4 separate regions of the Mus musculus genome follow, and all the other regions are linked to region 2. Evidence: chromatin contacts called from public ChIA-PET and promoter capture Hi-C data. All regions are on one chromosome and are shown on one strand. Each heading gives the region's core, a stretch centred on a gene start, on an enhancer-like site or on the middle of the called end of the contact. The rest is flanking DNA. Distances are from core to core; before and after follow the strand shown. Region 1 holds the start of Psrc1 (proline/serine-rich coiled-coil 1). Region 2 holds the start of Fam102b (family with sequence similarity 102, member B). Region 3 holds the start of Sars (seryl-aminoacyl-tRNA synthetase). Region 4 holds the start of Atxn7l2 (ataxin 7-like 2).

Region 1 (5,442 bases), core at 693-3,192, 640 kb before region 2:
GTAAGCGGCGAGCTTCCCCATTTTCTCTCATCTATGACCAGACACTCTGGGTTGGAAAAAATGAGCTTAAAAGAGAAAATATTTCAGGATTTGGGGGGGGGGGGCGAATATCAGGCCACTTTTTTTTTCCTTTGAGAAGAAAAGGGATGTTGATTGGCTCAGGAAAATCCAAAGGCTTTTTTTCTTCAAACCAAAGAGATCTACTTTCACTTTGACGCTGAAACTACTCTGCCTCTTTCTCACTGAAGTTCTGGGAGAGTACAGCTTCCACGTGATGATAGCTACCATATGTCGTAAATTAGCTCCTTACCCAACTAAAGCCTTACTACTTCCAAGCCAGCCTTGGGAAAACTGAGAAGACAATTAGCCAATCTATTGTCCTTAGGGAACACCGGTTTGAAATTGTTAGATAAAGCCAGGTTTGGTGGCTGCTGCTAAAATGTCTTCCCTGGGAGAGACATAAACCACCTTGTCTACACCTTCTCTTACCTCCCCAAAGTCAAACAACAGGAGGAATCCCCCACCCAGAGTTTATGCAGAGGAACCAATGAACTCGATAAGATAAGCTTACTTACAGAGCAGTGGGTTAGGGGTGTAGGCACGGATGACCTTGAAGCAGCTCTGGTGACTTCCCTAAGGAGACTTCCCCTTGCCTCTTCCCACTTCTATCCTCTAGCCCCTTCCCCCAAACCATCTGCAGTTAGGACAGAATTGCATACAGCTGGTTGAGAGGGACGGCTGCATACTCAGGTGAAGGTCCCGTGACCTTCTGTCCCACCTCCTCCTTCTATGACGGAAGGTAAACCGTCCACAGGCCCAGCTGTGATGGTCTTTCCGAAGCAGGCGCAACAGAACTCCTGAAGATGCTTGCAGATGTTTGCAGATGTCTCAGAGGATGGTCCTAGAGTAGAGTGGCACAGGCCTTTAGTCCCAGCACTTGGGAGGTAGGGGCAGGAGGGTCGGGACTTCAAGGTCATCCTTGGCTATATGGTGAATTCAAAGGCCAGCATGAGCTACACTAGTCTCTGTCTCAGAAAATAGCAAAAAACAAAGGGAAAAGAAACAGATGGTGTGTGTGTGTGTGTGTGTGTGTGTATCAGTGAATGGAGAGGAGTGGTCTGGTCATAGCCAGTCAACAACATTCACAACAGCAAAGGCTTCTTTCCAACCTGAAGCAAGCCTAGGGTAGAAGGTGGTAGTGACTGTGCTCTAAGGATGCGCCAGACCATGCTATTTGCTGAACTTTTACAGGCCCACCATTAAAGTGCACACATCTCCAGCATCCTGGCGAAGAAATAAATTCTTCACACGAACAAGATCTTTAGCAATAGGTAATCCTTTTGCACTTAGGGAGCACAGCTCTGACATCTTTTATTATTATTACTACTTACTGTTTGCCTGGAAGAATGACTTCTTTGTTATTTATTTAAACTCTTAAATAGCTGCTCATACTCATCGTTTGGGGGTTGGGGTTGAAGCAGGAAGAAAAAAATGCCAGATATCTCAGAGAAGTGGCCTTATGCTAAATGAAGAAATCTTGTGGCTCCAGTGCTGGAGAGATGGTCTATTTGGTGGTCTCTGCAAGTACGCGAGAAACCCAGCAAGGAAACCCAGTCTCAGATGCTGGAATCCAGGAGGTGGGGGAAGAGGCGGGGCTCCAAGCCTACATTGGTTCGACAGTTCTCCCCTTGTCTGACTCGCGGTTAGAAGGAGGCGCTCCGGTACACGCCACCGCGCACTCACGGCTCCTCCCGCCGTTCCGCTGTAGCCCCCTACCCTTTTTGGGAAGTGCCCTTTGGTCCAAGGGACAATCTTCTCCGGCTGACATCCCGACTGCTCCCGACTCAGCCCTGCCCCCTTGGACTCACCAATCGCTGTGCGTTTGTGGCGGGACTGGGTGGAGCCTAAGAAATTCGAACGAAGCTCCGCCCCTCGGGAGCCCTTTCCCGGGAACTGGGAGATTGTAGAAGAAAAGCTTCCTGCGTAGACTGTGAAGCGAGGTGGGGAGTGGAAACCGAGTGTGCGCTGGAGGTGTGGCGGGGATGTGGTGCCGCGGAGTGGAAAATGGGTGGGGTAGGGGGGGAGCGAAATTTCGGATAATAGTAAGGATGGAGGTGAAGACTGACCGACTGAGGAGAGGCCAGGGCGCAAGTTGGCGGATTGCACATCAGGTGTCGAGCTTTCTGCACCTTTCCCTAATATAACGGACTAGTTTCAGGGACACGTGCTGATCCTGCTTTACCACCACCATGCCTCTTCACCCCAGCTAATGCACTCCGAGTCTTGATGGGGCCCTAAGGCAGGATGATAGACACCTGAGGTAGGCATGTTTTCTTTCAGGTCTAAGCCGACTCGCTTATGCTGGCTGAGCATGGAGGATCTGAAAGAGGGTAAGGAAGCCATGGAGGGAGGAACGGGCCCCTGAGAGTCTGTCTGTCAAGAACTGATAGCTGGCATTTATTCTTCTCATCCCTTCAGATATCAAGTTCATTGTGGACGAGACCTTGGACTTCGGAGGGCTGTCTCCATCTGACAGGTACCAGCCTATTTATCCATTTATTATTTTCCTCCGGCAATACATCTGTAACCCTTTACTGCTAACTTATGGGCCTCTAGAACCGTGGTTGGTAATCTAGCAGAGTATGGTACCCTCTGATGGCAGTAGTCTGGTAGAATTGGGCCTCTAGAACACATGCTGGTGAGAACAGAGAAGCTGTAGGGAAATTTAGGGGTAAATGTAAATGAAAGATGAATGTCCCTGGGCATGTTGAGGCATGCCCTGCAAACCACCCCCACACTCCTAGGATAGACTAGAGTGCAGAGAGGGGGAGGGAGAGAGGGAAAGAGAGACAGAGAGAGAGAGAGAGAAGGCAGGAGGGATTTTGAATTTGAGATCATTCTGTGCTATAGAGTTGAGACATTGTCTCAGAAAATGGGAGTAGAACTAAGTTTTCCTCACCTAAAAGCAGTTCTCATGGCCAAAATGGAGTCAGGGTTGGGGATTGTCCCCGACTCGCCGACAGGAATGCCTTCTGCTAGCTGTTGTCCAGCATGGTGCCATATTTGTTTTTCAGTCATGAGGAAGAAGACATAACAGTATTAGTGAGTCCAGAGAAACCACTTCGACGGGGCCTCGCCCATCGGAGTAACCCAAATGAAGTAGCTCCCGCCCTCCAGGGTGTGCGGTTTAGCTTGGGCCCGCTCAGCCCAGAGAAGCTGGAAGAGATTCTTGATGAAGCCAACCGCCTGGCGGCTCAGCTGGAGGAGTGTGCCCTGAAAGATCGGGAGAGGGCTGGTACAGGCCCTGGAAGGCCCAGCCCCAGAGGGAAACCCAGTCCTCGGCGGGAGACCTTCGTCCTGAAGGATAGCCCTGTCCGAGATCTGCTGCCCACCGTGAGTTCTTGGAGCACCCCACCTCCAAGCAGCCTAGCTGGGCTCCGGAGCAGTGATAAAAAGGGGTCAGCCAGGGCTGTCCGGGTGGCATCCGGAAAGAAGCCCTCCAGCATAAAGAAGGTGAGTGTGGAGAGTGGACATGCGTGCGTACACCTAGACAAGGTGCAGGAGACACTGAAGGCGTAGTGTCATTCCCATACAGGGCAGAGGAACACAGTTAATTATCCCCTGGAATTTTTAGGATTAAGCAAATTGGGTTGGAGACCTGGCCAGGTGGCTAGAGTTTGCCCAGCCTAAACAAAGCCCTGGGTTGGATTCTTCAGCATCACAGGAATGGATGTGGCAAATGTAAATTCAAGGTCAGTCCCAGGGGGCTATATGCTGAGCTTGAGACCAACCTGGGCTACTTGACTCCCTCATTTAAAACAAAACATAATAATAATAATAACAATAATAATAATAATAATAAGTTGGTGAGATGGCTCCGTGAGTAACAGCACTTTCCATCAGGGATGATGAAGCTGAGTTCAAGCCTTGTGACCTACATGTGAGGACTGTTGTCTACGTGATGAGCACACTCCCACATGCTGTCCTCTGACTTACACATGCATGTTGCCACATATGTGTATGTCACATACAGTAAAGAAATAAATATAAAGTGACTTTAAAAAAAGGAAAGTAGCCGGGTGGCAGTGGTGGCGCACGCCATTAATCCCAGCACTCTAGAGGCAGAGGCAGCCGAATCTCTGAGTTTGAGGCCAGCCTGATCTACAGAGTGAGTTCCAGGACAGCCAGGGCTACACAGAGAGACCCTGCTTTGAAAGAGGGGGGAGGAGGAAGGAAGGAAAGAAGGAAGGAAGGTAGGTAGGTAGGTAGATCTTGCTGGCTGATATCTTCCTTATAGGTTCTAGACAACGCCCTACCTACTATCTCCTCTCCTTAAGGCAGCAGAACACAGACTGCCTCCACTCTGGTCTTTTTTTTCCTTCCTTGTTCTGTTTCAGGAATCACCCACTTGCAATCTGTTCCCTGCATCCAAAAGCCCGGGGCGCTCTCCTCTTGCACAACCAATTCTTCCACCTCGGCGGAAAACTGGGTTCGGTGCCCGGACAACAGCAAGTGAGACCCAGGCAGCAGAGATGTGGGCGAGGCTGATGAGGGGAAGAGAGGAGCTGAGCTCCACCCTGACCCGACTACACTCCTGTCCACAGGCCCACCAATTCCTGTCAGACCAGTTCCACAGTCCTCAGCTAGCAACTCCCAATGTTCATCCCGGCTCCAGGGAGCAGCTGTCAAGTCTTCCAGTCGACTCCCTGTCCCTTCAGCCATCCCCAAGCCTGCCACCCGAGTGCCACTCATTGGGCGGAGTCTACCACCTGGAAAAGGTGCCCTAGCTCCAGATTCTCTCTCAACTCAGAAAGGGCATCCAAGCGCCATAGGGCACAGAGGTAAGATAGAGTGGACAAATGGTCAGGCTTAGCATGGTGGCACATTTCTGTAGTCTCAGCACTCAGAGGGTAGACACCAGAGAATAAGACGCTCAAGGCCAGCCTTAGCTATATAAAACCATGTCTCAGGAGAAAAAGAAAAACAAAATAGAGTCGGGCAGTGGTGGCGCACGCCTTTGATCCCAGCACTTGGGAGGCAGAGGCAGGCAGATTTCTGGGTTCAAGACCAGCCTGGTCTACAGAGTGAGTTCCAGGACAACCATAGCTATTATGGGGAGATCCTGTCTCAAAAACCAAAGAAACAAAACAAAAACAGAGAACCTTAGATAGAAGAATGTCTGCAGTGACACGGCTTGATCTTCCCCCACTACAGCTGTAACTGCTGTTAACACTACTTTCACGTAGTGTTAAGGAGGGAATGCCTTGCTTTCTACGTGGCTCATGGTTTTACCTTGGTCAGGAAACACATACCTTCATCCAGTCTTTCTGATGACGTCAGCTGAGCTTCGTTCTAACTCATCTCTTGTTAATTTCCATCAAGCCTCTGTTTCCCAGAAAACAAACCTTCCAACCACCAGTGCGGCTCGAGGCAGGACCACCA
Region 2 (5,826 bases), core at 2,132-4,631:
CTTGGTGATGAACAACAGTATGGAAGTGTAAGCTGGATAAACCCTTTCCTCCCCAATTTGCTTCTTGGTCATGATGTTTGTGCAGGAATAGAAACCCTGACTAAGACACCTTAGAACTCAATGGACTCCGCATACAGCTGTACTCATTGCTGAAGACACTACGGTTCCGGAATTCGCAGCAGCATCCGCTCACAGCGACACCAACATTGGATTGGGGGAGATGTGCTGTCTGACAGGGACACTTATCAGGTTTAACTAGGACTGGCTGCTTAGGCAGCTGTCTTCTCCTCAGCAGGATGCAAAGTCCAGGCTCTCAGAAGGCATTTAGCATGAACCACATAGGTGTACAAACAGTCTAAGCACTGTAAGGCATGCTTGTCATCCAGGCAAGAAGATCAGGACACTCATCAAGGTCACTCTTGACATCAGGCCTTCCTAGGATGACAGTCACGAGCCCGCTTTAACCCTTTTACGCAGAAGTCTTTTCATATCGCTATGGGAGAAATGTTAGTCTCAACCACTTACAACTCAAAACGGTCCCCTAGAATAATTTTCTATATTAAAATTTAGCAGCCAGAGATGATCTATTCTTTAGATTGGTACCTGCTACTCAGGCTACACAATTTTGATTATTTCAGGTTTTCTATTTCTCCCTGTAAAGGAAGGTATGTTCTTTTTATTGAAGTGTGTGTATGCACACACACGTGTGTTTTAAGGCTGCCTCATGTACTCTAGGCTAGCATCCTTCTGCTTCTACATTAAGTTCTGAGACTGAGATCTGCACCACTGTACCTGGCACACTTTGGTAGGATAAAGGAATTGGTAGAAAAATCTAAGCAAACGTCTTCATCACCAAATGCCAAAATACATTCAATGTTTCAGGCACACTGTCTGAGGAAACCCTCAAGATGGCCTTAAATCACTGGCTGAGTTTTCCAAATTTTAGCTGTGAATGCCTAAGTAAACCCACGCAGGGTCATCACGGTGGGACTGAGGTTTGCTAAGCCCTGGTTAGGGCACTATTAACCTCAATTCTCTTCATAAATCCAGATTTTAGTTGGAGGAAAGGTTTGTTTAACACAAGCAACCTGACTTTTATTTTTTCCTGTGTGGAGAAATCAATTATAGCCCTCATACCTTAACTTATTAGGCAGCTGCCGACTCAGAAACTCCTCAACAGCACACACCTTTTTTCTCTGTCTGACATCACGCTGTCTGAAGTTAGACTTGGGCCAGAAACTTGGCATCACGCGATCAGACAGGAGGGGGTCTTGGGAAGGTATGCTTCCTAAGACTCAATTCACTTACTAGCATAGTAAAACTCTCCACCTCATAGCCCTACCTAGAGTAATCAATATGTTTAAACGGCCCAGTGGACATGTGTACTGGGAGTGAGGTGTGTGTGGGGGGGAAATGGTCAGACTTGTGACTGACTGACTTGTGAGGCAAATCAACACTCCATGCAGAAAAGGAGGTAGAAAAGAAAGAAGGTAGGTAGGCCCATGTTCTGACCACCAGGTGGCACCATTGAGGCAGAGGCTTACGTCTATCTGTTCCAACTTGGGGGAGGGGGAAAAGAACCCTCCAGGAAAACTTTGTCTAGGCCTCAGAGTAAGGCTGTCACTTGACCCCCGCATGGTGTTCAGGATTTCCATTGCAAGAGCTAGGAAGTTTTACACACATACACACGCGCGCGCGCGCGCGCGCGCGCGCGTGTGTGTGTGTGTATGTATGTATGCATGTAGTTTTTTCCTCTCCACAGTTCATTGTTCTCTGACAGCAGTGTTAAAATGGTTGTATAATCAATTAGCTGAATGTCTACAGGTTTGTCATCACAGTTAAATATTGAAAATTATCCTCAGTGGATTTTTAAAAATAAATTTGAGGATCAATAGTGCCGCGTACATCTGTTCATTTAGGCAATTTGGCGTTTCCTGGCTTCCACGGGATTCATTATTGCCAGAGAGGGCAGTTTTCTGGCTTCCGTCCCACAACCCATTGACATTTTTTCCTTTACATTATTAATGGAACAGCAGATAAAAAGAATATTTTTTAGGGTAAAAATGAAGTTTACGTAGACAAAACATATATTGACGACTAGCCCCTTCTCCTTGACTTTAAGAACTTAAAAGTTCATTCCAAAACTTCTTTCATGTATCTTGTTTTTCTGTAGAGAAAAATATCTAAGAGCAAATCTATCAATGTGTAACCTGCCCTTAAATTACTCAAGGAATCCTGCCATACATGGCTGCGTTCTGTCACCTGCTGTCAGATTCTTTCCCAGTGTCTAGGTGCTCATTTTAAAAGGACATGGAGGATAAGGTCTGGGCTCTCTTGATTCTAAGTCTTTCACTGAGACCCACTAGTGGCCACTTGAAGATGGGTAATTGAGAATATAAGCACATTAACTGGAGACATAGCTCTAAGGCAAGCCAAAGACTACATAGTCTCGTCTGCCAGGAACGCTTGACTCAAGACAAGCCCGACCAGGCGTATCCCAAGCTCTATCGTGGCCACCCTAAGTCCCAGTAAAGTCTCAGTAATTACGTCAACCACAGGCGGTTCCGAGTGGGAGCTCTTGGACTGTAACAGTTTGGGTCATTTTCGCTTCTCTAAGGTTTACGGTCTACTTTGGATTTTGCAAATATGGGAAATGTCTTTGGACAAACCAGAAGCATCCTTTCTGTGTCTCCACCGTTCCTGAAGAACTGGGGGGAAAGCAGACTCAGGGGCCACCTGAAGATAGGCGCGCGGGACAACCAGCCCAGCCCACTGCGAAGCACTTGGTGCCGTTTGTTCGATGCTCTGGCTGATTTCAGACTCGTCTCTGGAGGACGATGAGCTCACCGAGCTGGCAGCTCGACAGAGCAAAGGGGCCAAGCATAGAAAGGGATGCTGGCCGTGCAAGAAGCCCCTGCCTGCGGGCAGCCGCGGGAGAGCAGCTCCCGAGGCTCCTTACCTGGAGGACTCGGCGGTGAAGCTGCCGCCGTCCAGCAGCCGCATCTTGCAGAAGAGGACCCCGTTGACGAAGGGCACCGAGGAGAGCTCCTCGAGCTCGAAGTCCACCTTAAACTTAAACTTCTTCTTCTTCATCATCGTGAGGGCCAGGCGCCGGCGAGCGGGCTGCGCGGACGGGCGCCGCCGCCTCAGCTCGGCCGAGCCTCGGATCCGCCCAGCCCCATGGCCCGGGCCGCGAGCGGCGCGTGGGGGCGCAGCCGGGGGGCGCCGCGAGTCGGCGGGAGCCGGGGCCGCCTGTCGCGGCAGCCCGGGCCTGAGAGCACCGGCGGCTGCAGCGCGGACCCCGGCCGCCCGCGAGGAGCGGTCGCCTTGCAGCTCGCCCGGGGAGTGGGCGCCCTTTCCGTACCGCCGCCGCCGCCCGTCTGATCGCGAGCAGAGAGAGAGGCGCCGCTAGGAGAACGGTCGCTGCCGCCTCCCTGCCCGGGGCGCCCCCAGCGGCCGCAGCCGGAAGCGCACCCAGCGCGGAAGCGGGCGGTCCGCGGAGGGCGGAGGAGCTCCGGGCGGGCGCGCGCCCCGCCGGGGAAGCTGGGCAAGCTAACACGCGACAGCAGCGAGCTCGGCACGCCTCCCCGGGGTTAAAAAAAGACAAACCCAGCCGAAAAAGCTTCCTTGTGCAGCTTCCTCTGCGCCTTTCCTTTCTGGGTTTGCACCGCCCCCCTTTCTTCCCCTCCCCCTCCAGTGATTTCACGGCCTCTGGGTTTGAAGATAAATAGAGACAAATAGAATCCCAAACCTAAAAATCTTCTGTAGGGTCTCTAAACCCCACTAGCTCTTAAACATTAGATGAAAGTCAGCTAGGAGAAAGGAAAAGATTAAAATTTGCTGTGGCCACACCAAGTGCCCAAGCAAGGGGCTGTGCCTTGTGTTTCCCGTCATTGATGGCTTGTTTATTTAATTTCTGTCACCCAGGAAAGAAAAAGGACCAGAGGAGTTAAAATACTTTCCCCTTTAAAATCTGTACATACTGTGAACACATGAAGTCAGATTCTAAAGGCATACTTAAAAAATTCTTTTTAGATGAATATCAATTGTCCCCCCCCCCCCCACACAGTATCTACTGTTAAAACGTATGTTATCAATTTAATTGCGTACTGTTTTTGAGGGGTGGTGGTGTTTTTAGGTACTGTTGTTTGGTTTGGTTTGTAGTCAAGGTCTCTAGCTCAGGCTGGCTTCAAACTCCCCATGTAATCAAGGATGATGTTGAACTTGTGATCCCCATGTCAGGGTGATAGGGATGTGCCGCCATGTCATGTTTATGCAGTTCTAGGAATCGAACCCAGGACTTTCATGCATGCTAGCAAGCTACCTCACAACTGAGCTACATCCCCAGCCTGGCATCTGGCCTTTTTAATTTTTGAAAAGGTGTAGTTCAAAAGAATCCTCTTTGTAGATCATTCCTTTACGTTTTTTAAAAATTCAATTGATGTGTCTGGGTCTCTTGCCTGTGTTACAGGCCTGTGAACTACATGTGTGTCTGGTAATTGCAAAGACCATAAAGTGTGTCTGATACTCTTAAACGGGACAGTCGTGAGCTGCCCTGTGGATTTGAGAAGTGAACCAAGTCCCTTTGGAGCTGCTGGGCCATCTCTCCAGCCCATTTATTTATTTATTCATATAAAATATTTTAATTGCCTAAACCACCAGTTACTGGCTAGATAGATTCCATGACCAAAACCCAAAACCTGCTTGTAATAATTTTAAAGTCCTGGCCTGGCCAAGATGGATCAGTGTTAAAGGAACTTGCAGGACATGAGTTTCATCCCTGGAATTCACATGGCAGAAAGAAGCAACTAGCTAATCCCGCAGATTGGCCTCTGACCTCCATCCATAGGTTCACTGTAAGGCATGCACACCTACAAATACACTTGCATTATATAAATAAATAAATAAATAAATGTATTTTTTTAGACCTTTTAAAGACAAAACTGGACTGCAGAGAAATGTCGGTGGGTAAAGAGCCTCAGTGCAAGCCGGACCTCAGGAGCGTCCACAGTGTGACTTCAATCCTGAGAAGCCATGGAAAAGTGGAAAGAGAACCAGCTTCACAAAGTTGTCCTCTGAGGCCCGAACACCACCATGGCATGCATGCTTTCACACACACACACACACCCACACACACACACACACACACACACACACACACATACACACACCTCTCACACCCCGCACAAGAATAACACTACATAACAATTTAAAAAAGGCAAAACCTAAGACAGAAAAAAGTCCTAAATTTAAACGAAGTACAACTTGGAATAAGAAGTGATGAACTGAATGAATAAAGTGATGGCTTTATGGATTTTACCTAGGATTTGGGAGAAAGTAGGAGGTGTTCCAGGTGAAGAAGTAGGAGAAATAAAGATTCAGACTACTACTTGGGCGAGGGGAATTTTGCTGCCTTGTGGGTCAGAAAGAGATGGGGGAAGTGTTAGTGGACTTTGATGTCTGTAGCTTGCAGAAGCAGAGGGCCTGAACATTGCGATCAGGAGGGCAGGCTGGGGATAGGGGAAATAATGAGAATCTGTGCTGTTTACAGGGAGCAAGGCTGAGCCTTCGTGCCTGTGAAAGGTTAAGGTTGAAAATATGCATTTGGGAATTGTGGTAGTCACTGATGGCGGAAGCCCAAAAGGCGGGTAGGAGTGAGCTGCCCTGGAGAATATTTAATGGGCAGATGGAGGGGGAGGTGATTGTGAAGGCTTCCAAGAACAAGCAGCCTGAGAAAGAGAAAGACCAAGAGAGATGGCCTGAAAGCCAAGAGAGAATTCAAACCCTGTAACGTTAGTTAAGATCTGCTGGGGGACTGGATGCAGA
Region 3 (5,169 bases), core at 244-2,743, 580 kb before region 2:
ACCCCCCAAATATTCTTTATCTTAAACAAAAAAGGGGAGTTCAGTTTAGACCAATTCAAAACTTTTGGTCCAAGTGTAAACTCTGACAAATTACCCTATTAGAGTACCTGAGACATACAGAACAGGTACACAACTGTCAGCTAAGCAAATATGTTTTGATACCAAAGAAGCTTTTTAACAGTAAAATCATGTCCACAAAACACCCCTATGGGTATGGTGGCACACACCCTTGATCACTCTCGAAGCAGAGGCAAGTGGATCTCTGAGTTCAAGGCCAGCCTGGTCTACAGAGCAAGTTCCAGGATAGCCAGGGCTACAGAGAGAAAGAAATCCTGTTTATTTTGGAGGGTGGGAGTAGGAGGGAGACACTCTTGGATCGTGGGATTGCCTTAGCAGTGCTCTTATAAACCAGGTTCTCAGCTGGTTGCAGACCTATTGCATCAGACTACCCGAGTCACATGCCACTGACAACATCCGGTCTGCCAGGTGATCACTTGGGAGGCAGAGGATTCTAGAGCTTCTTTTAATTTCCTGAATGACGATGGGTCACTTCTACGCTGCCAACGTCTTTTCCAGAAAACTACCACAAATCACAACCATCCTCAGTAATTACAAGCTTTTTCTTGCCTTACAGCACCCCTCCGTCCTATCTGATCTAGCACGGAAAAGCCTGATTCTTAAAGGTATGCCTTCAGGGTTGGAGAAGTGGCCACCCCAAATTTCAGGGTCACTGCATTTAGTCAAGAGTAGCCTCCAAAGTCCCCAGATGGTTCGACTGGGGTGGAGTAATCCTAGGGTGCTGCAGAAGTCACTCAGTCTGAGAGAGCAGCCTTTGATCCCTGCAAAACCCGGAGGACTACGCTGGGTTTGCTAAAGACGAATAAAACACTGAGAATGACCAAAATGTATAGAAAATTAATTCCCAGCCCGCCCCCCAAGTAAAACTCCAGCTCTGGCTTGCTGTAGCTACGCAAGGGCCTGACAGCTCTCCCTGCGCGTGCGTGCGTGCAGCTCCTTCCTAAAGCACTGGCGGCAGTCAGCATAGAGCACGCGCGGGGAGGGACCCAGGCCGCGGGAGCTGCAGGGAGAGGGGGACAAGCCCGGTTCCCAGCTTGTTCTACGGACAAGCCGGTAGAGCCGGCCAGTCGCGGGAGCATCTGACAAAAGCTGTAAGCTGTGACCTCTGAAGCCATGAGGGATTCAAGGGATACTGCGAGCTCCTGGTACTTACATCGTCGCCACTCACTGTCTGCTTTCACCAGCTGGTCCACCAGCCCCGGGTCCTTGAAGCGCTTCTCCTGCGTCTCTCGAATGAGGGCTGGGTCCCCTCCTTTATCCACCCGAAACAAATCCAGGTCCAGCACCATCCTTCTACCTCACCAGTTAACACTAAGAGAGGACTGTAAGCGGCGGGTGGACGATGCACTGCGCCTGCGCGCTGACCTGGTCTCACTGCGCAGGCACCCGGCAGCCCGGGAGGGGGCGGCGCCTAGCTCGCCGGAAGCCGCAGTGTTAGGCAGGGTCCAGAGGGAGTGGTGAGAAGTGAAAAGGGCGTGGTAGCCTTATGCGGGTTGTTTCTCTGCTGAACTCCTTACTGAAAGGCCTTCTGATCGCCCCCCACTGAAATCGTGAATGCCTCAGGTTCCTCTGGTTGAAGGGAGTATCTCGGTGTGGACCGAAGCTGACTTGGAAGACAATGCACTTTGCAGATGCCAGTTTTCCTCTATCTTGATTACAGAGCACACACCCAGTTACCTACCCTCAAGATTCTCGAGCCCTGGGGCTTTTTGTTTTGATACAGGGTCTCACAGTGTAGCTCTGACTAGCAACTATGTAAACCTGGCCAGCCTCAAACAAAATGTTGGGATTAAAGATGTGTGCCATTTCATCCTTTATTTTTCTTTTTATACTAGCCCTACCCCCTTCCTCCCGCAACAAACCTTTGCCAAGCCCCCCTGAGATAAAAGGACAAGGTTAGAGACCCTGATGGACTTAATAAACAGAGACACTGGAGGGAGGCTAGGAGGCAGGATAATCTGAGCTTGTCCCCTCCCGGTCTCCTGCAGCTTTGGCTACAGTTTTGTGTTGAAAACCAGGGGAAGAAGGGTTGGGTGTCAGAAGACAGTCCATGAGATGAGCACACCTCTCTTCTCACATATCCCTCACCCAAATCCAATAGACCTTTGCAAGAAGTTGTAGCTTATATTTACGATTGAAACTATTCTATGTTTATGTAATTTGAGCATTGCCAGGCTATTCTATCAACACGTTCAAGTTATTCTTTTTGTCTGTTTGTTTGTTTTGTTTGTTGAGATAGAATCTATAGGCCTGGCTGTCCTGGAGCTCACTATGTAGACCAGGCTGGCTTCAGACAGAGATGCCTGCCTCTTCCTGGGGAGTCTCTGGTATCAAAGGGGTGTGCCACCAAGCCCAACCTACACACACCTGTTACTCTTAAAGTGAGAAGACCTCATTTGAAATTACCTCTCTTGGCCAGATGTGGTAGTGCATGTCCATGTGCATCCCTTGTGAGTGGGAGCAGCGGGTGCATGAGTTCAGGGCCAGCATGTCTCCAAAAAACCCAAACCTAGTCAGGCTTAGTAGTAGGTGCCTTTTATATCACATCGGAGGTAGAGAGCTCTGTAAAGTCAAGGCCAGCCTGTTCTAAATACCGAACTCCAAGCCAGCCAGAGCTGTGTAGTGAGAATCTGTCTCAAAAACCAAACACACATACAACCAAACCAAAAACCTACTGCTCTCACACAGTAGAAAACATTAACTAACACGGAACCCACAAACCTGCTCTCCCCTTCCTGTGTCTTCTCCTAAAAAGAACACTTTCCTGAGTATCTAGCAATCGGACGGCTGGAAAATGGAAAGCAGCCAAGAGAAGTTATAATAATAAATGTTAAGGATAGAGAGCTGCAGTCTTTGCAGAAAATACTTGAAGACTGTCATCAAAGTGTTGGGGGTCACTGAACCCCTGAGAGGGTAAGATCCGTGTAATCTAAGGTATGAAAACAATGGCAGGTGCTTTGAGAGGTGGGGCCTAAGGAGTGCATCAGTCCTTTATAGTGTAATTCCAGAAATCACTTTGAAATTCTGGCCTCTCAAAAACAAACAAAACAAACTCCAGGGTTTTTTTTTTCTATTAGTTTTATTATTGTTTATAAATACCTCTCTTTGGGCTGGAGAGATGGCTCAGCAGATAAGACCGATGGCTTCTCTTTTAGAGGACCAAGGTTCAATTCCCAGCACCCAGGTGGCAGCTCACAACTCTGTGTTACTCCAGTTCCGGTGGATCTGGCACCCTCAAACAGACGTGCATGCAGACAAACCCCACCAGTGCATATGAAATAAAAATAAATTATTTACTGGGCAGTGATGGCTTACTAATTTAATCCCAGTACTGGGGAGGCAGAGATAGGCAGATCTCTATGAGTTTGAGGCCAACCTGGTCTACAGAGCAAGTTCGAAGTCAGCCAAGGTTACACAGAGAAACCCTGTCTTGAAAAACCAAAAGTTAAGGATCTGGAGAGGTGGCTCAGAGGTTAAGTCTTGCGCGCCAGACTCGACCAGCAAGAACAACGCTGCAACAGGATCCTTCTGCACACGTTTATTGGGAGAGCTTGATTGCAGAGGCTAAGAGACCCGGAGCCCAGAACTGGTGCTGCTTATATAGGCCTAGGAGAGGCGTGTCTCACACCCGAATTGGTTATGCACTAAGCCTCATTTGCATGTTCCTCATCTGATTGGCTACTCTCTCTCTCTGTACCTCACAGAGCCTCATTATTATTCCTCATTTGCATGTCTCACATCTGATTGGTTATACTCTCAAAGCCTCATTATCATGCCCGGGCCAGGCAGTGTCTTTGCAAAAAACTTTACTGCATATGTACACATTGGTTGTTTGTCCAAACTTATGCGTGGTGGCCAGCAGTAGTCAGTGCCACTCTGCAACGGCACATGTGGCTTCCCACAGTTAAGAGCACTGACTGCTCTTCCAAAAGGTCCTGAGTTCAATTCCCAGCAACCACATGGTGGCTCACAGCCATCTGTAATAGGATCTGATACCTTCTTCTGGTGTGTCTGAGGACAGTGTACTCACATACATTAAATCAATCAATCAATCAATCTTTAAAAAAAAAGAAAACCAAAGTTAATTAACAAATCAATTAATTAAAAATAAGTCTTTCTAAGTAATTCTAGATAGTCTTTTAAGAAAAATATAAATAAATAAGTAAATAAATAAATAGCTACCTGTCTTTAAAAATGCTTGTGCTAAGGCTAGCTGGTGAGATGACGCACCAGGGAAAGGTGCTTGACTGGAACCTTAAAGTCTCGCATTCAATCCCTGGGCTCCAGAAATTGGAAGGAAAGAACTGACTCCCATGTTGCACATACACCCCCAACAAGTATAACATAAATAAAAACGTAATACAATTAAAATCTGGTGCTACCTGGAAGCATAACAAGTAACAGAACAGCCCAGTCTGTTTGTCAGCTAAAGATCAGGATTTTAGTGCTGAAGGAAACCAGCCACCTCTTTTCCTTCTCTTGCTTTTCTCGTCCTCCTTCCCTTCCTTTATTCCTCCCTTCTCTCTCCCTCCCTCATTCCTTCCATCCCTTCCTTACTTTCTCAAGTCTCACTATGTTCTAAAGCTAGCCTGAGACTGTGACCCTGTAGCCAAATGCAACGAGTTCACAGCTTGGTAAGTACAGAGCCCAAACCCACAAATTCAAAGGCAGGAAGATGCGTTACCTTGGATGAGTAAGGAGAGCACAGTTACTGCCCAAAGCAATGGCTTTGTGGCCTGGAGGTAGGGCTGCACAGGAAGCCTGTCAGTACTCAGAAAGTCACTTTAGGAACAGGCATGTCCCCGAGTGTGCTCATGTTACTAAGTCAAGGCTTCAAATGTCCCGAGAGACTAGCCACCCACTCAGCACACCAAAGAGACAGTAGTCACAAAGGACAAAGGATGGAGGCTTTTCACCAACACGATCACTTTGGGGAAAACAGAGAAATGGGGCCAGTGACTCTCAAGTCTGTCTCCAAGACTAACAGAATCAGGGACTTAACTCATCTATAGAATCCTTGCCTTGCATACTCAAAGCCCTGGTTCAGATTCCAGCACTGGAAAGGAGAGAGGTAGGGCAAGAAAGGGGACA
Region 4 (5,431 bases), core at 1,645-4,144, 820 kb before region 2:
GAGGTGAGCGGTATTGAGTGCCTCCTTCCCCCTCTCCTAACCAGCCCGCCAATCCCTAGCGCTTGGGTTGTGAGTGTCTCTCCTTCCCATTTAAGATTGAGCCTTTCAAGAGTCAAAATTCTAGACCACGCTTCTTGAGCCTCTTAACTTCACTTGATGCTAGAAGCTTGTTCCAACAATAATCCCGACACCTCCAACACTCAAGCTGTCCCCAGCACCATCTTCCTTTAGCCCATATGACCTCCAGACTGACAATGTCCTAAGAGGTCCATGTTCCACCATCCCACCCACCCGCCCGCCCCCTTATCGCCTCCCTAGGGTGCCCCTCACCGCAATGCTTCTGGAAGGCTTGGGGCTTCACCACCTGGCTGCAGTGGTTACATACAACCAAATAGAAGTCATCATGGGCAGGGCAGTGCCCGAAGATGGACATGTCTGCAACGACAGAACCCTTTATCACTCGGGTCAAATTCTCCGGATTTCCCTAGCTCAAGGAACACTCTCAACGCCACCACTTAGAAGACGCTCAGCCTTCCAACTGATAGTTCTGCTGGACGCTCCCAGCCTCCCCAGTCCATCTGACCAGACCCAAAGTGTATGGGCTTTCCTGTATGTGGGCACCAACCACACGTGATTAGGATCACCACCAGCAGGTCCCAGGGGCCAGGACAACTGACTGACTCAGACTTATCAAAAGGAGGTTTCTTCCCCCAGCAGTCCCGCTGCTGCTTCAAGCTCCTTCCTCCAGTGGGAGAGGGAAAGCTTGGTCCACGTTCCCGACACCCAGCCTCTGTGCAGGACTCCCACCTTCTTTAATGAGGGTCATGGCGTCAAGTTTCTTCGTGTTTTTGCTGTTCTCCTCTAGTTCAGCCCCTGGAGGAGAAGCACAGTTGAGGATGCCCACCCGAGTCCCAGAACCCAGCAGGGCCTGCAGCCCAATGGTATGAAGCCCACATTCCCAGACAAGCACTCAGAATTCCTGAAGACACTTTCCACGGGTCACTCACAAATGCCTATGATGACCCCATTAAGGATCACAGTGACCCTTCACTCCCGGGTACAGTACAGAGTTAGTTCCACGGCTGACTAGATGGGCCACTATGGGTAAATGTCTCTTTTCTGGGCCTTGCTTCCCCCATTTAAAAGGGAAATGGTTCTAAAATTTTTCTACAGGTCCCTTTTGAGACTGCTCGCATGGGTCCTTTCTTCTACTCTGTGGCATCCCAGACAAATGCCCTCCCAGATCCCCACCCCCATAAACTCATTTTGCTCCACCCAAGTTACCATAGTATCATCAAAGTTACACTCAGCTTCTCAGGTCCTGCACTGATAGGATGGCCATAGAGTAGAAAAACTGTTGTCTTTGGACCCTTTGGCATCTTCAAAGTCTCCTTGATCAGCTACGCAAGCCCCTCCCCTTCTTAGGGGGGCTTTGTCCAGGGGTTGCCCTTGTACCTCAGTTTCTGGGTTAATGACAAAAACATCTTAGCTGTGCAAAGCAGCTCTTTCCCCATCCCCCTACCTCACTCCTCGCCCCCCTCCTCTAAGCCCCCTCCCTGTCCCTTGGGGTGGGGGTGGGGGGATCAATTCTGAGTCACCAAATCTGAGTCCATTTCCAGTTCTCAGTGCACCTAGACCCAGCGAGGGCCCCATCTTAGCCCACTCAGCATGGGGGCAGTCCAAGGGTGGCCTGTATGCCCATCTAGGATGACTCTCTAATGCTCACTAACAGAGTGGCCCCTTTCTAGGATGAGAAGATTATTGGCAATCATAATACCCAGATGTAAGTGGTAGTGGGTTAGGCATGCAAAAGATAAGGGGCAGCTCCCACTCTTTTAAGTCCCTTAAATTCAAGTGTGGGGAATGACAGAACAGAGCTGTAAGTCAGAGGTCTCAAAAGAGAACAAGTGGCATTAGAGACCGCTCCATGAGATCTCCTCCTCCACCTCTTCTCACTTGCAAACTTCTTCAGGGGTGTGATGCTTGTTGTCACCCCGAAAGGCCACGAGGCCAGGTGCTCCCTGGGGCCCAGGAGACAAAGATCAGAAGGGGCTGCAGGCCTGCTCACCAAAGACACTCAAGGGCCTACAGAAAATAGGGGTCAAGGAAGAGAGCCAAGGGGCAGGACAAGAGGCCCAGGAAAGGATGGAGGCTTGGAGTCATGTATGGATGGACTGATAGAGGGAGGTCGGGAGGATGGATGGATGGATGGATGGAGGATGGATGAACTAAAGCAGAGGGGGCGGGGGTTCGGGAAAACTGAGCAGACAGGGAGACGTTGAAAGAAGCTAAGGTGCGGGGCAAAAGGCGAAGAATCAAGTGGGTGGGGAGGGGGGCACAGAAGTGGGGTGCGTGGGAAACACGTGGAGAGGACTGTTGCAGATGGGTAGAGCCGGAGCAGGTGCAGAACCGAAAAAAGCTGGAGGACGGCTCACGAGAAGAAAGATAAAGGCAAGTAAAGTGGGGGGCAGGTACTGTACACCCGCAGAGACAGAGGTGGGCAGGGTGGGCTGCGAGCGATACGCCGGCGCTAGGACCCGGAGGCGCGAAGGTGTCTGAGCAGGCGGGCACTAGGACCCGGCGGGTCCTTTGTTTGGGGGGCCGGGGAGCCGGACGGCGGCTCTAGTCGGCGGCTCCCCTCAGCTGGAGGGGGCCCTGGGGGGGAGGGGAGATAGTGATGGGGTCCCCGGATTCTAATGTGTCTGTACTCACCGTCTGCCGCAGGCAGGTCGGCCCGCTCCACCCACGAGCTCCAGCTCTGTCCCGCGAAGTCATCGAGACTCGGCACTCGCCGCTCCAGAGCGGCCATTGCTGCCACCGCGCGTTCACGCACCGCCATCACCGCCGCGGACGCGCGCCCGCCCTGGCGCCGCCGCCGCGCGGCCCCCTCCCCCCACCCTCCGACCGGGGGCACGCCTCCCTCTCCCCCTACCTTGCCAGTTCACTCTCTGCGCAAGCGCAGCTCGTGCCTCCTGCCACTACCTCACTCTCAACACAGCTTTCTGGGAAGTGTAGTTGCGGAGGGGTGGCGATGCTTACGGAGCTAGCCGAGGGATCCCTTCCGAAATGCACAATCGCACGCGGGGAAGGAGAGATCAAAGCCTCGGGATATCCTCTTTCAACCCCTCCGTACACGTCCTTTGTGCCACTAGTTCACTCTCCCAAACTTACTGCGCATACCCGAGCCCCAAACCTCTTTCTGCCCAAGATACTCTTCTAAAGCCGTGCATCCGCCAGCTGGCTGGCGCCCCTTCCTGGGCTGGCGGCCACGAAGCGCCTCTGCACCCCTGTAGATCGAATAGGGTAGGTGCAAGGAGGTGGGCGCAGTGAATCAGAAGGGCAAGGGGAGGGAGTGTGCAGGACGTGCTGAAGGACACAGGGCTTGGGGTGGGGGAGGGCCACAGCTCCTGTGCTGTTCCTCTATGGGAAACGCACGCTGCCTTGATGCAGAACGGAGGTTTGGAGTACTGTGTCTTAGGTTTGGGAGGACCTGGCTGAGCTTGCTAAGATCACCTGTCAGTATGACAGAAGGCTATCGCCGATCCAGAACCAGCCCCAGAACTAGGGTAGCCCCAAGGCTGCTGGTGTTTGCAGTGTCTCTGCTGATCGTCTCTCTCCTCCTGGGAACTACAATCGATAACCTGCACCGCCTCTTCCCAAATCCTGGCTGGACCCTGACTCCATTCATCATTTTGGCTTCTTTTTCTAGTGAATCTTTTCACCGCTGGAAAAGCTGCTATTGAAGCCTTGGCATAGGGAGGTTTCTCATATCTATCTTTTCTTTTCTTTCTTTCTTTCTTTCTTTCTTTCTTTCTTTCTTTCTTTCTTTCTTTTTTTCTGCTAAGGTCCAGAAAGTACCTTAATCACCCACCTTCTCAGCTGATAATATTTCTTCCCACCCTCACAGAAGAGACAAAAATCTACCTTCATCTCCGTCCCCATTCTCATTGGAAATTAAATATTAATCCTCTTTTTCTTTGACTACCTCACCCATCACGCCATATTGCATCCCTTTGCCTAAAATGAAGCCAAGTTTGGGAGCAATTAAGTCAAGGTCTGTGACTTTCTGCCTCCCATATAAGAGCAGTTTAACTACATAAAGAATAACATCTGAGGGCAGAAGTTCTAAACCTAAGACCCACCCAGAGGTGGTCCCTAAGAGGCCCAGAAACCTGATGAGACTAAATGTAAAACTGTGCCCAAGTACATTTTTCTAGAGAATGTAAATGTGACATGTGACTGTCTGAGGAGATGGATAGGTGTGAGTTTGTGCAGCGTGAACACTACAGTGAGAAGAGGGAAGCATATGGCCCTCGATTTGTCCTTTGGGTCACAGATGGTAGGAGAGCAAACGGAGGCAGCATTGTGGAAGCCACTGTCTTTTGCCTTTTGAGTTTGGTCCAAGTTTGCTAATGAGTCTTGGTTTCTTTGGAGTAATTGGGTGCCGCCAAAAGAGTCGATGTCACTAGACTGGGGCTTGCCAGAAGCAATTGCCTAGCCAGCAGACTCTGTTGCCTGGGGTTCAGAGTTGCAAGGAGAGGAGTGTCTTGGTAGAAATGCTGAAATTTGTCCAAGAACATAGAGCGAGGGAAAAGGAGAAGGGGAAAAAAATCCCCAGAAGTCCTCTGGTCTTGGCTTCTTCTTGGCAAATGTTCGCAGCACTGTTTATTCAAATGTGTAGTAACAAGCACCACAGAACAACATGCAACATTCTCCCCACATCCTCGATCTGCAATCCCAGAAATAGGAGGCCCATGGTCAGGATGTTGAAGGGGACTCATGTCTAAGAAAGGTCCTGGATAGGCGTCTCCACATGGTAAAGTCTACCAGGGCAAAGGGCAAGTTCCCTGCTTGTTGGCCTCCTGCAATAGCTAGAGAAACCAGACACCTCTCCCGCTTCAGGCCTGACTAGGCAAAGTGGTGGTGCCAGCCCTGGTTGGAGAGGACACGAGTCTCATGAGGACAGAGCTGCCCTTGGCACTTACTGCTGCCCAGCCCCCTGGAGGTAATGAGGTGAACTGGTCTTTCCTCTTCCGGCGGCCATGGAAAGACCATAGCCTAAATCAAGACTCTCTTGGCCATAGCCAGACTCTTGCCAGGAAGAGCCTTTTCAACCCTAGAGCGAGCCCTGGAGTACGAATGCTCGGTGGGAGTGGATAACTCCTACTCTAAAGTAGTTGATGGGCCAGTTGCTAACTTGGGCCCCAAATGAGAACACTTTATCCGTCACAGTTCAAATAAATTATAAATATAGACGCAGAATCCAAACACAGTTTGAGTCGAAGCTGCTCCCAGATCCCCACAGGGACTTGTTTGAAGAAAAATGGTCACTCTTTTGTTCTTTGTACCTCTGGAGCTGGAGGCAAAACTGTCTCCCTTGTCCTTAAGTAACCATGGGGACAACTTAGGATAGAGAGTTTCAGATTTAGGA

What was found. Promoter capture Hi-C pulls out the DNA fragments that hold promoters and counts their contacts. ChIA-PET counts read pairs in DNA pulled down with a chosen protein or histone mark.
Region 1: a contact with region 2 is called in a promoter capture Hi-C map of pre-B cells, with 5 times the contacts expected there. The contact joins the promoter of Psrc1 here to the promoter of Fam102b in region 2. A contact is called at or near these places in 2 of 39 promoter capture datasets (the C10 cell line and pre-B cells), 1 of 15 datasets of contacts at CTCF or cohesin (embryonic stem cells), 1 of 484 Hi-C or Micro-C datasets (CD4 T cells) and 2 of 115 datasets of contacts at active chromatin or transcription factors (memory CD8 T cells and pancreatic cancer cells).
Region 3: a promoter capture Hi-C map of pre-B cells shows a contact between it and region 2, with 4 times the contacts expected there. The contact joins the promoter of Sars here to the promoter of Fam102b in region 2. A contact is called at or near these places in 2 of 39 promoter capture datasets (the C10 cell line and pre-B cells) and 1 of 115 datasets of contacts at active chromatin or transcription factors (pancreatic cancer cells).
Region 4: a contact with region 2 is called in an RNA polymerase II ChIA-PET map of memory CD8 T cells, with 6 read pairs. The contact joins the promoter of Atxn7l2 here to the promoter of Fam102b in region 2. A contact is called at or near these places in 1 of 39 promoter capture datasets (pre-B cells) and 1 of 115 datasets of contacts at active chromatin or transcription factors (memory CD8 T cells).

The regions. Positions count from the first base shown.
Region 1 is chr3:108,381,896-108,387,337 of GRCm38.p6, forward strand. Psrc1 (proline/serine-rich coiled-coil 1) reads left to right here and starts at 1,943. Exons shown (of 8, transcript NM_019976.3): 1 at 1,943-2,031; 2 at 2,341-2,390; 3 at 2,479-2,536; 4 at 3,075-3,513; 5 at 4,398-4,512; 6 at 4,605-4,841; 7 at 5,383-5,442. The coding sequence starts at 2,372. It overlaps Gm12522 (predicted gene 12522), which reads right to left and starts at 1,846. Exons shown (of 3, transcript NR_040560.1): 1 at 1,392-1,846; 2 at 576-901.
Region 2 is chr3:109,024,226-109,030,051 of GRCm38.p6, forward strand. It overlaps Fam102b (family with sequence similarity 102, member B), which reads right to left and starts at 3,382. Exons shown (of 11, transcript NM_001163567.1): 1 at 2,960-3,382. The coding sequence starts at 3,096.
Region 3 is chr3:108,443,766-108,448,934 of GRCm38.p6, forward strand. Sars (seryl-aminoacyl-tRNA synthetase) reads right to left here and starts at 1,494. Exons shown (of 11, transcript NM_001204979.1): 1 at 1,232-1,494. The coding sequence starts at 1,367.
Region 4 is chr3:108,207,633-108,213,063 of GRCm38.p6, forward strand. It overlaps Atxn7l2 (ataxin 7-like 2), which reads right to left and starts at 2,895. Exons shown (of 11, transcript NM_001289545.1): 1 at 2,713-2,895; 2 at 808-873; 3 at 331-435. The coding sequence starts at 2,839. It overlaps Sypl2 (synaptophysin-like 2), which reads right to left. Exons shown (of 6, transcript NM_008596.1): 6 at 4,634-5,431.